Linked DNA regions of Rattus norvegicus: region 1 is linked to region 2. The links are chromatin contacts, called in public Hi-C maps. All regions are on one chromosome and are shown on one strand. Each heading gives the region's core, a stretch centred on a gene start, on an enhancer-like site or on the middle of the called end of the contact. The rest is flanking DNA. Distances are from core to core; before and after follow the strand shown. Region 1 has its middle 15 kb from the start of Rplp0l1. Region 2 overlaps LOC134485759 (a long non-coding RNA gene).

What was found. Hi-C and Micro-C count contacts between places; a contact is called where the count stands out from the background.
Region 1: a contact with region 2 is called in a Hi-C map of Schwann cells, with 2.8 times the contacts expected there. The contact joins two enhancer-like sites. A contact is called at or near these places in 4 of 12 Hi-C or Micro-C datasets (the A7r5 cell line, Schwann cells, liver and 1 more).

What each region holds. Positions count from the first base shown.
Region 1 is chr2:194,622,251-194,626,669 of GRCr8, forward strand. No RefSeq gene overlaps it. Among named protein-coding and RNA genes, the nearest start is that of Rplp0l1, 15 kb to the left of the region's middle. Within about 2 kb of position 2,116, at least 47 of the 93 cell types and tissues checked have an H3K27ac peak or open chromatin away from gene starts, as enhancers often do. A contact at or near this core is called in the A7r5 cell line and Schwann cells, where this site is marked.
Region 2 is chr2:194,476,294-194,481,213 of GRCr8, forward strand. The region is part of intron 2 of LOC134485759 (a long non-coding RNA gene); the gene reads right to left. Among named protein-coding and RNA genes, the nearest start is that of Magi3, 74 kb to the left of the region's middle. Within about 2 kb of position 2,623, at least 7 of the 93 cell types and tissues checked have an H3K27ac peak or open chromatin away from gene starts, as enhancers often do. A contact at or near this core is called in the A7r5 cell line and Schwann cells, where this site is marked.

The DNA of each region.
Region 1 (4,419 bases), core at 866-3,365, 150 kb after region 2:
TCTACAGAGCAAGTTCTTGGACAGCCAGGGCTCTGTTACACAGAGAAAATTCAGTCTCAGAAAGGCAAAAAGAAGAAGAAGGAGGAGGAGGAGGAGAAGAGGAGGAGGAGGAGAAGGAGGAGGAGGAGGAAGAGGAGGAGGAGGAGGGGAAGGGGAAGAAGAAGAAGAAGAAGAAGAAGAAGAAGAAGAAGAAGAAGAAGAAGAAGAAGAAGAAGAAGAAGAAGAAGAAGAAGAAGAAGAAGAAGAAGAAGAGGAAGAAGAAGAAGAAGAAGAAGAAGAAGAAGAAGAAGAAGAAGAAGAAGAAGAAGAAGAAGAAGAAGAAGAAGAAGAAGAAGAAGAGCCTACCCCCGAAGGTCTGAAAATGTGGCTTAGTTGGTAAGAGTGCTTGCCTAGCACGCACAACATCCTGGGTTCAGTCCTCAGCACCACATAAAACAAGAGTGGTGAGTACACAGCTGGGATCTCTGTACTGGGAGGTGAAGGCGGGAAGATCAGTTCAAGGTCATCTTCAGCTATACAGTAAGTTCCCCACCAACTTGAGCTATAAAAGCCAGGACGGGGTGGGGGTGGGGGGAGGTGCGCATTCTGAAGACTGCTCTCCCCAGCCGTGCTTTTCTCCTATTCAGGCCTACACTCTACACGAAGGCCCAGCGAGCCGGCTGGTCTTGAGCCATAAAGAACAGTACCTAGGAGGCTATGAAGCAGACAATGAACTCCCCCACAGAACATGACTCCTGGGCAGGCAACTGGAGACCCAGAGCAGTGGCAAGGTTTTCCACCTGGCCTGAGCAACGGAACCCTAAGCCATCGGAAACGATGCTTCTGGCTGATAGCAAGCAGCCATGGTTTCTTCTCTCTACCCACCCCCTTTCTTTCAAGCTGATCACATTTCCTTGGTGATTTCCATGCTTGGTCAGAAGACTTAGGGGATAGCTTTGCATCCCACAGGATCTTGTCCAGATAAACTATTCTGCACTAATTAGTGGGATCATCTGAAAGGTCCCTTCCTTCCTGTCTGCAGTGAGTTTGCACTGAACAAGTGAGCCTGAGTACTGAGAAGAGAGCCTTTGAACTCCAGCTGGACCCCTGGAGAGGCTGAAGATGAAGATGTCAGTGCCTCTGTCAGAAAAACAACACAAAACCAGTCTGTTTCTAGTGGCTTCCTTTCCCACTTAGACCACGAGAACGTTGTAACTGAATGGGAGAAAGGCGGGAGTCTGGCAGCTGATCTGAGGAAATCTTACACAATTTTGATGAGGCCCCCACCCCACCCCTGGGTGAGTCGAACCAGTTCTCAAGTACCAGATAACTACGGAAAGACAGCTGAGGCATGGGGCAGGGGACTCAGTGGTAAAGCATGTGTGAGTGCACGCAAACATGAACACACACATGCACACATACATTTTTCTGTGTGTTAGCTCCTGAAATTTTAGTTAATATACTTATTATCATATCACCACTCAAACAGATGAGAAGCAGGCATAAAGAGGCAAAATGACCCCTGCAACACCAGCCAGCAAGTGAAAGACAGAGCTGGGGCTGGAACCCAGTTAGTCTGCCTAAGTCCCAAAAAGCCTGAAACGTGCACATTCAAACAAAACCCAAAGAAAGAGCGGGCCTGTGATCCAATGAGACCAGGATAGGTAATAGCTACAAGGACACTCCCACTCCAGGGCATTCTCAGTGTGACAGAAGGCTTTTGATAAGTAGAGTCATTGACCCTCTCTACCCCGTGCTTAAAACGAGACCTCAACCACCACTCATTCGGTTTTGTCCATATTGTCACATGTCCCCTTATAGACAGGTACTTCAGGGCCTAACCTGGAGATGGTTTATGGTGTCTGCCAGGCACCAAAACAGGTTTCTGCACGCTGTTCGTCTGCCTGCAGAAGTTAACTGCAACTGCTGTAACTAGTGCCTCGTGCAGCCTTGTGGGTGGTTCTAGTATCTGAGGCCCTGACCTCTAGAATAACAGTCTGCGAACCCACTGTTCCTCCAACCAGCTTCTCATCTGTAAATATTTCTTCATGCTGGAAATAGTTTCGAGCACTCCTCAGTGCCAAGCTCTCAAACCACCAAGTTGAATTCAATGTTTGCCCAAGCTGCTCAGTATTTGCTAGTGGTGACAGGCACCGGAAGGGACCTTCTCAAGGCTTAGAGTACAGGGATGGCCCCAACCTGCCCCTCCACCCTGGGAGTAGGAGCTGCAAATGAGATCACACTGGGAAATTGATTTGTAAAAAGCATAAGGTGAGAATGGGGTGTGGAGAGAGGAGGAGGGGATGAAGGAGAGGGAGAAGCAAAGAAGAGGGCTCTACAGCCTTGGATCAGAACGTATTGTCTTGAGACCTCTGAGGGCCAAGATGCGATCTCATCCTGGGCTGGGAGCCCAGAGCATGGAGTCCAGCCTCCGAGGACAAAGCCTGGAGCTCTGGCCTCTCCCTCAGGCCAAGCTGCCCTGGACTTCATCCTGGCAGAGGCCTAGAACTTTCGAGCCCTGCACCGCCCCGGAAAGATTTTGAGTTAGAGTCTGAGCCATGACAAAGGCCAGGCCTCTCCTCCATTGTGCAACCAAAGAAGCCGGATTTCCCGTGAATCCCCTTATGTAAGGGCATCCCTGAGCAATGGTGGCCTGGGTAGCGCCCTCTGCCTCCTTTCTCTGTGCTGAAGCGCCACCTGGAGGCCAGTTCTCGTTCAAACCGTTGTGTAGCAGACTCTTAAAATTAGCCTCCACATAGGAAAAAAAGAGATGCCTTGGAACAAAAAAGCACCTTTTGAAAGAACCTCAACGGTTTTTTCGCCTGCTCTTTTGCTATTGCTGATGGGATATTCAAGGGTTGAATGATGAGGCCTCTTAAAAAGACAGGATTTCTCCACGACTTAGAATTACAGTGATCTTGTAACTGCCTTTACATTCTAATATCTGGATCCGAAGAGCACACGTAAGGAGAAAACTGCAGTTCACCTTGCATCTCAGACTCCAACCTCTTCGTCCCCTACTGCAAGTTAGTCAGGTTCCACTAACTTGTGTAGAGTTTTGCTGTGCGGCGGCCCCTTCTCAGGAGAGCCGGGGTTCGGCAGAGCTTTTTGAATCAGCTGCCCGGCCCGGGCATGAACACACACCCTGGACTAATTGTTAACAAGTAGCTGGATGGACATACGAAGATGATTGCTTAAAATGAGCTCCAAGTTATTTTATTCTGAAGAAATTCTAAGCTAAAGGGACCCAGAAAATAGGGAATATCCAATATAAAGAAAAGGGGACGGGCTCCCGAACTGAGAAAGGTTTAGTTTTGCTTTCTTTGTTGTTTTGGTTTTTTGGTAAGGAAGCAAGTAACCAAGCAAACAAAATGAGCAAGCGAGCAAGCGAGAGAGAGAAGAGAGAAAGAGATTTCGTTTTCAGAGTTTTGTTCTTACTCTTTTGGTAGGTCAGCAGTTTAGCTACAAGGACAAAAGACCCTGATATCTCAAGCAATCCTTGTCAGAAAGAGGAAAATGCTGGCAGTATCAGAAATAGCCCATCTCAAATCCTATTACAACGTCATGGTAACAAAAACAGTGTGGTACTTGCTCAAAAATGGGTCTGTCAATCAAGGGGATCAAAGAGAGGTCACCCTACGACGGAAAGAGACCCTCTAAACACTGGTGCTGAGAAAATGGTTTCCACAAGGAAAGGAAAGATTAAGACCCCTATCTCTAACCCTGCGAAAAATCAACTCAAAGTGAATCTTAGAGCCAGGCCTGAAACTTTGAAAGTGCTGGGGGAAAACACTTCCAAGACACAGGCATGGAGGAAACTCTCTGAACAGTGCTGCACTGCACAGCAAATCGGGCCAACAACTGACAACTGGAACTACAGGAAATTAAGATGCTCCTGTTCCGCAAAGAAAACAAGTGCCAGTGCCTAGAGAACGGACAGGAAGTCTTCACCTGCTACACATCTTTATATATATACAGAACTGGACAAGTTAGACACCAGGGAAACAAGTCGTCCAGCAGAAAATAAGCTAATGGACCGGGCAGACAATTCTCAGAGAAGGCATACAGATAGGCAGTGAGCATTTGAGTAAGTTCGGCATCCTTACTGGGGGAAATGCAAGCCAGAATGGCTCTCACCATAAAGACAAAGGACAATCCTGGCACAGGTGTGGAGAAATCAGCAGTGTACACGTGCATGTTCCGTGTACACTGCTGGTAAGCCTGCCACTGTGGAAGTGAGGATGGAGAGATGCTTCACCAGTTAAGACGCTCGCTGCTCTTGCAGAAGAAGCCACATGGTGGCTCGTAACCATCTAACTCCAATTTTAGGGGATCCCGCATCCTCTTCTGACCTTCATAGACACCAGGCATGTGCATATGGTGTATGCATTCAGACAGCTACTACCCATCAATATAAAAATATTTTTATTGTCAGAAGAA
Region 2 (4,920 bases), core at 1,373-3,872:
AGAGTAAAACCTCCCTCTTCCTCTGGGACCTATAAGAGGGGTTCCCCGCTCAGCCTGGGAGAGCCTGAGCTCTCTCCAGAGCCCCGCCCCCTCTCTGCATGCTGTGGAACAATCTGTTTAGTGTCCTCTTGAACCCCAGATTTAGAACCACTCAGTTTCTTCTCTGGAGGAGGAACGAAGAGTCAAGAGGATCCTCAATAGGGGAGACACATTCTTACACCATCTCTGTGTCAAAGATCCTTCCTGTCTTGAAGGAAAGTTTCTGTGACCCTTTGAGAGCCAACACATGAACTAGGGATGGTACAGCCTTGTCAGGTGTAGGCACAAAAAAAACAACTGTTTCCATCTGGTTCACTGGGCTCTCAGTGTCGAAAAAACATGGCAGCTACACAGAGAAGAAGATGTGAGCTACCGCACAGAAAGCTGTGCTTTTCGGAATGCAACTGCGATGCATGACTGCTCATTAACGACCCATCAAAACAAACCGTGAACAGACCACTAAGTGCCACTTTGGTGGATTAACCCTGGGCTGGGCCCTATGTGCTGAGATTTCAAAGGTCCTTTGAAGTTAGCACATTAGGAAATCACTTTCCAAGTCAGATCACCACCGGTTCTAGATGTTTCCTAATGGCTGAGTGGAAGAAGAGCTGACAAATTCTTAAAGTTTTAACAAGGAAGGAAAAGGGAAATAATGTTCTTTATGATGAACGCAACAGCCACAATATATTCCAGGACTGGGGATGGAGCTCAGACAATAGAATGCTTGCCTAGCATGCATGAGGCCATGGGTTCAATCCCCAGCACTGCAAACTGGCCATGGAGGTGCACACTTGTAATCCCAGCACTATAATTCCACATAGGGAGGTCAGAAGTTCAAAGTCATTGTAGCCTATATATCTAGATCATCATCTTCTCATAAAAGCTGACACTCATGATAATGCCCAATAACCAATAAGAAAAAAATATGGAAGCAGATGGTATTTGCCAAGGGTGATTTTTTCCCCCTTCTGAGGAGTTGATTCCTTTCACATGCTCATAACAGTTCTATTCCTTAATGTAGCCCTACATCTTAATAATCTCAATGTAAGGGTAATTTCTTTAAAATATTAAAGTTCGACTTGCCATTAAAGTAGCCATTATCATCCTTGACGTCGTTAATTTTACTTTATCGACCTTTCAGTCTAAGGAGTGTGGAGAAATTGGTCTTTGCTTCTTATTAGGATCTCTCAGGTTTGACTCAGGATCTAGGCTCTGTAAGACCTGGAGGCTGCCAGGGGGACCAGGGAAGCAGCACTCTGCCCTGGGGCATCAGATCTGATGCCTACTGCAGCCTGGAAGTCCCTGGCTTTCTAGGTTTGAGAAAGAGGCACCCATACCCAGTGCCTGGAGGAGCCTTCTTCACAGCATCATCGCAGCTCTGAGAAGTTAGTTACAAACAAACACACAGGAATAAAGGCATCAAAACACGGCACATCATTAAGGCGCATGTAATAGAAACACGGCTATTTTAGGTAGCCATAGCATTTGGTTGTGAACCTCAAGACTCTCCTGTGATCACATCTGCGTATATTTATAAACTCAGCATAGAAACATGCGTCACAACTGATCTCTTGAAGTAGCAGAGGTTTCTGTGTGGGGGACGACTGTGGAATGTGACTGTGGGATTTAAAAGGGCAGGGGGTGGGGGTGGGGAAAGTAACTGTTCCGGCTGAGCGGCTCTCCACAATGTGGTTTTTTGATTCAGTGACTAATTATTGTGATTATTTTCATCAGCAAAGACACCGGTAGAGCTAAACATATTTATTTTCTTTTATTCCCTCCTTAAAAAGTATAATATTTCAAGCTTTAGAGAAATCCCATATGTCTCCTCCCTATACTTAGGACGCATGCTCTCAGATGTTGCCACAAATGCTGAACTACCTTGGGTCCACTGTTCCTTCTGTGACATTGTTTCTCTCTTCCAGTATCAGCTTGATAAGGCCAACCCGAGCTTAGTGAAAACACCCAGCCTCTGCCTTGCTAATATCCTCAGCTGACCTTCTGGGCTCCCTGTCATATAGCTACATAGAGCTGGCTGCCAAATGTCAGAATGTAATCTAATGAACACTCACAGTATCTCAATAGGGAAAAATAGTAGAAAGAATAGACATTTTAAGTCTTTGAAATCAGAGTTTTGTTCCCTGTAGAATTACTGGACATAGTTTTCGAGGTTTATCAAACATGTGCTCTCTAATGACTGCTATACAGAAAAGGTACAGAGGAAAGCCAGGCCTGTTCCCAGTCAGGAAGATGAAAGATGAATATGTTAGATCAAACAATACTATGTCCAACAAGAACGATCCTTTAAACTTTTCTGATTCCCTACACTTCATGCACACACACACACACACACACACACACACATACATACACACAGACACACACAGACACAGACACACACACAGATACAGACACACACACAGACACACACTCAGACACACACACACACACACACACACACACACACACACACACACACGTTCTTTGCACAACTAAGAATGATACCCCAGTTGGGTCTGAAACCAAATGAGCAGAGTTGGAAGCATATTGCTCAAGACGTGGCCTGTAAGGAACAAGTCCAGCTTTTAATAGTGAGTCATCCTCACTGCCATAGAAACAGAAACTGACAGAAACCCAGTGAGTCTCTCCCCTTCTCTTCCCAAAATTGTTATGAAGGGATAAATGCCTTAGCCCGTATGCATTCTTGAATTCATATTATTATTGAATGCACCTCCATTTTTTAAGAAATCCATCACATAATTGTCCTTTATTTGCTCAGACAATTATGTGGTTAATTTGATTTTTCAGTCTTTGAACAAAATCTTTGGTAATTTAAAATGCCTAATGAGTGGAAGACATCAGACCACCCTTCCTTCCACATGACTGAAGTCCATCCAAGAATGATCATGCGTGAAAATCAAACTATATTTCATTTTCTAGAGCTGACTTAAGTAAATCTTTCCACTATACACTCACCTAACAACATTAAAATTCAGAATCCCAGAACTGGAGCATTAGGACAGTGCAAAAAAAAAAATCAGTAACTGAAGAATATTTATTTTTAAAATTTAGTGTCAGGGGAAATTTGGTGTGTGTGTGTGTGTGTGTGTGTGTGTGTGTGTGTGTAAAAACATATGAGACTAGATGGAACATTTATAGCTACAATTTCAGGAAGTTTGTTTGGTGTGGCAGTGAGACCTGCGGCTGCCTCCGAGGAGACTATAAATGTCAGCATATCTCATGCTTTCTTCATTTATAACGGTTTCCCTCACAGATCATGGCGATTTGTTACATAACAAACTGAGGTGTGTAAATGTCTTCTACCTTACCTAGAGCTCTAATGAAGATCTACCAATATGAGTTTTCCTTTAAAGCATTTTTGGAAACAATCCAAAATTAGACTTTTCACTTTCGATTGCAGAGAATGGCTTAATAAACTAGTAATTGTGAAACTTACTCATGCTTATTGTATTTTTCTTAAAGATAGCCTGAATATATTTCATATTCCATCACTGTGCCATAATGCAGCAGAATAAACTTAGACACAAGCCACTTCTTGCTCCAGCGCCATCACTAAAGAGCCATATAAATGAGGAATCCTCTTTTCAGATACTGCATTTCAGAACTCCATTCTTTTCCTTTCTCACAGTAACTGGCTTTTCATAAGATTCCAGAGCTGGAAGGTGTATTAGTTAGGATTGCGTCCAGCAGCCACTCAGACGACCCCCAACATCTTAAACAGGAAGCAGCTTTGGGCCCTTCTTGGCCAGCGGCTTTTGTACTCTTGATCCTAACGTGGCTGCTATGCTTCCTGACCTCCTGTCTGTGTTCCAGGAAGGAAGAGAAGGTCATCATAGTGAGGGACAATAGGCAAGAGCCCTTACACCTATGTCCACTGAGTCTCTCTTTTTTAAATAGAATTAATTTGCATACCACAACAATCCATTTGTTTAAAACACATATTCCGCTGGTTTTCAGTGAACCATCACCATTATCTAATTCCATTGTTCTCAAATAAAATCTACCCATTAGAGTCACCTGTTCTGGGCATCATGGATAAGTAGAATTAAACAATATGTGGCCTTCGTCTCTGGCTTCACCGTTCATCCAGTGAACAGAAATCTTAGTAATTCAGTCCTTTTTCTAGCTGAATAATATTTCATTGTATGGCTGTAACTCATTGGTATACGGGCATTTGGGGGCTATTTCCATTCACTAGCTATTAAAAATAGTGCTGCCGTGTTTGGGGCTGAGCTTTTATAGAAACACGTTTTCCAGTTACTTGGGTATAGCTAGGACTTGCTCAGGTGTGTGGTGACTCTGTTTTGGTTTTCTGATGAATTAACAAACTTGTATAAGAAGCTATGCCATGGGCTGGTAGGACGGCTCAGTAGGCAAAGGTGTTTGACAGGAACACTAACAGCTTGGGTTTGATCCCCAGGTTCCAAATGGTGGAAAGAGAGAGCTGATTGCAAGGTGTTCTCTGACCTCTACACACACACACACACACACACACACAAACACACACACACACACACACACACACCAAACAAACAAACAAACAAACAAATGTATGTGAGGGGATAGGAAGTAGGTACGATAGTTTGAAGTGCTGTATGCATCAGCTGTAGTGACCAGCTCTGAGCCAACACAAGGCCAGCCCCATCAACAGCCATCTAGAAAAGCAGAAGGTCCTCATGGGCCTACCCTTCGCCTCCTAACTACTGTCTGTCAATAAACTATAGCAGAGGGAGAATCACTGTTCTTAGTTGCTGACCCCACCAAGCTCCTACGGAGAGCTTCAAACCCACACTCATACAGACATGCCAGGTTAATTTTGATGGGTCACAAAATAAAATAGGCATAAAATGTCCAAGAAAG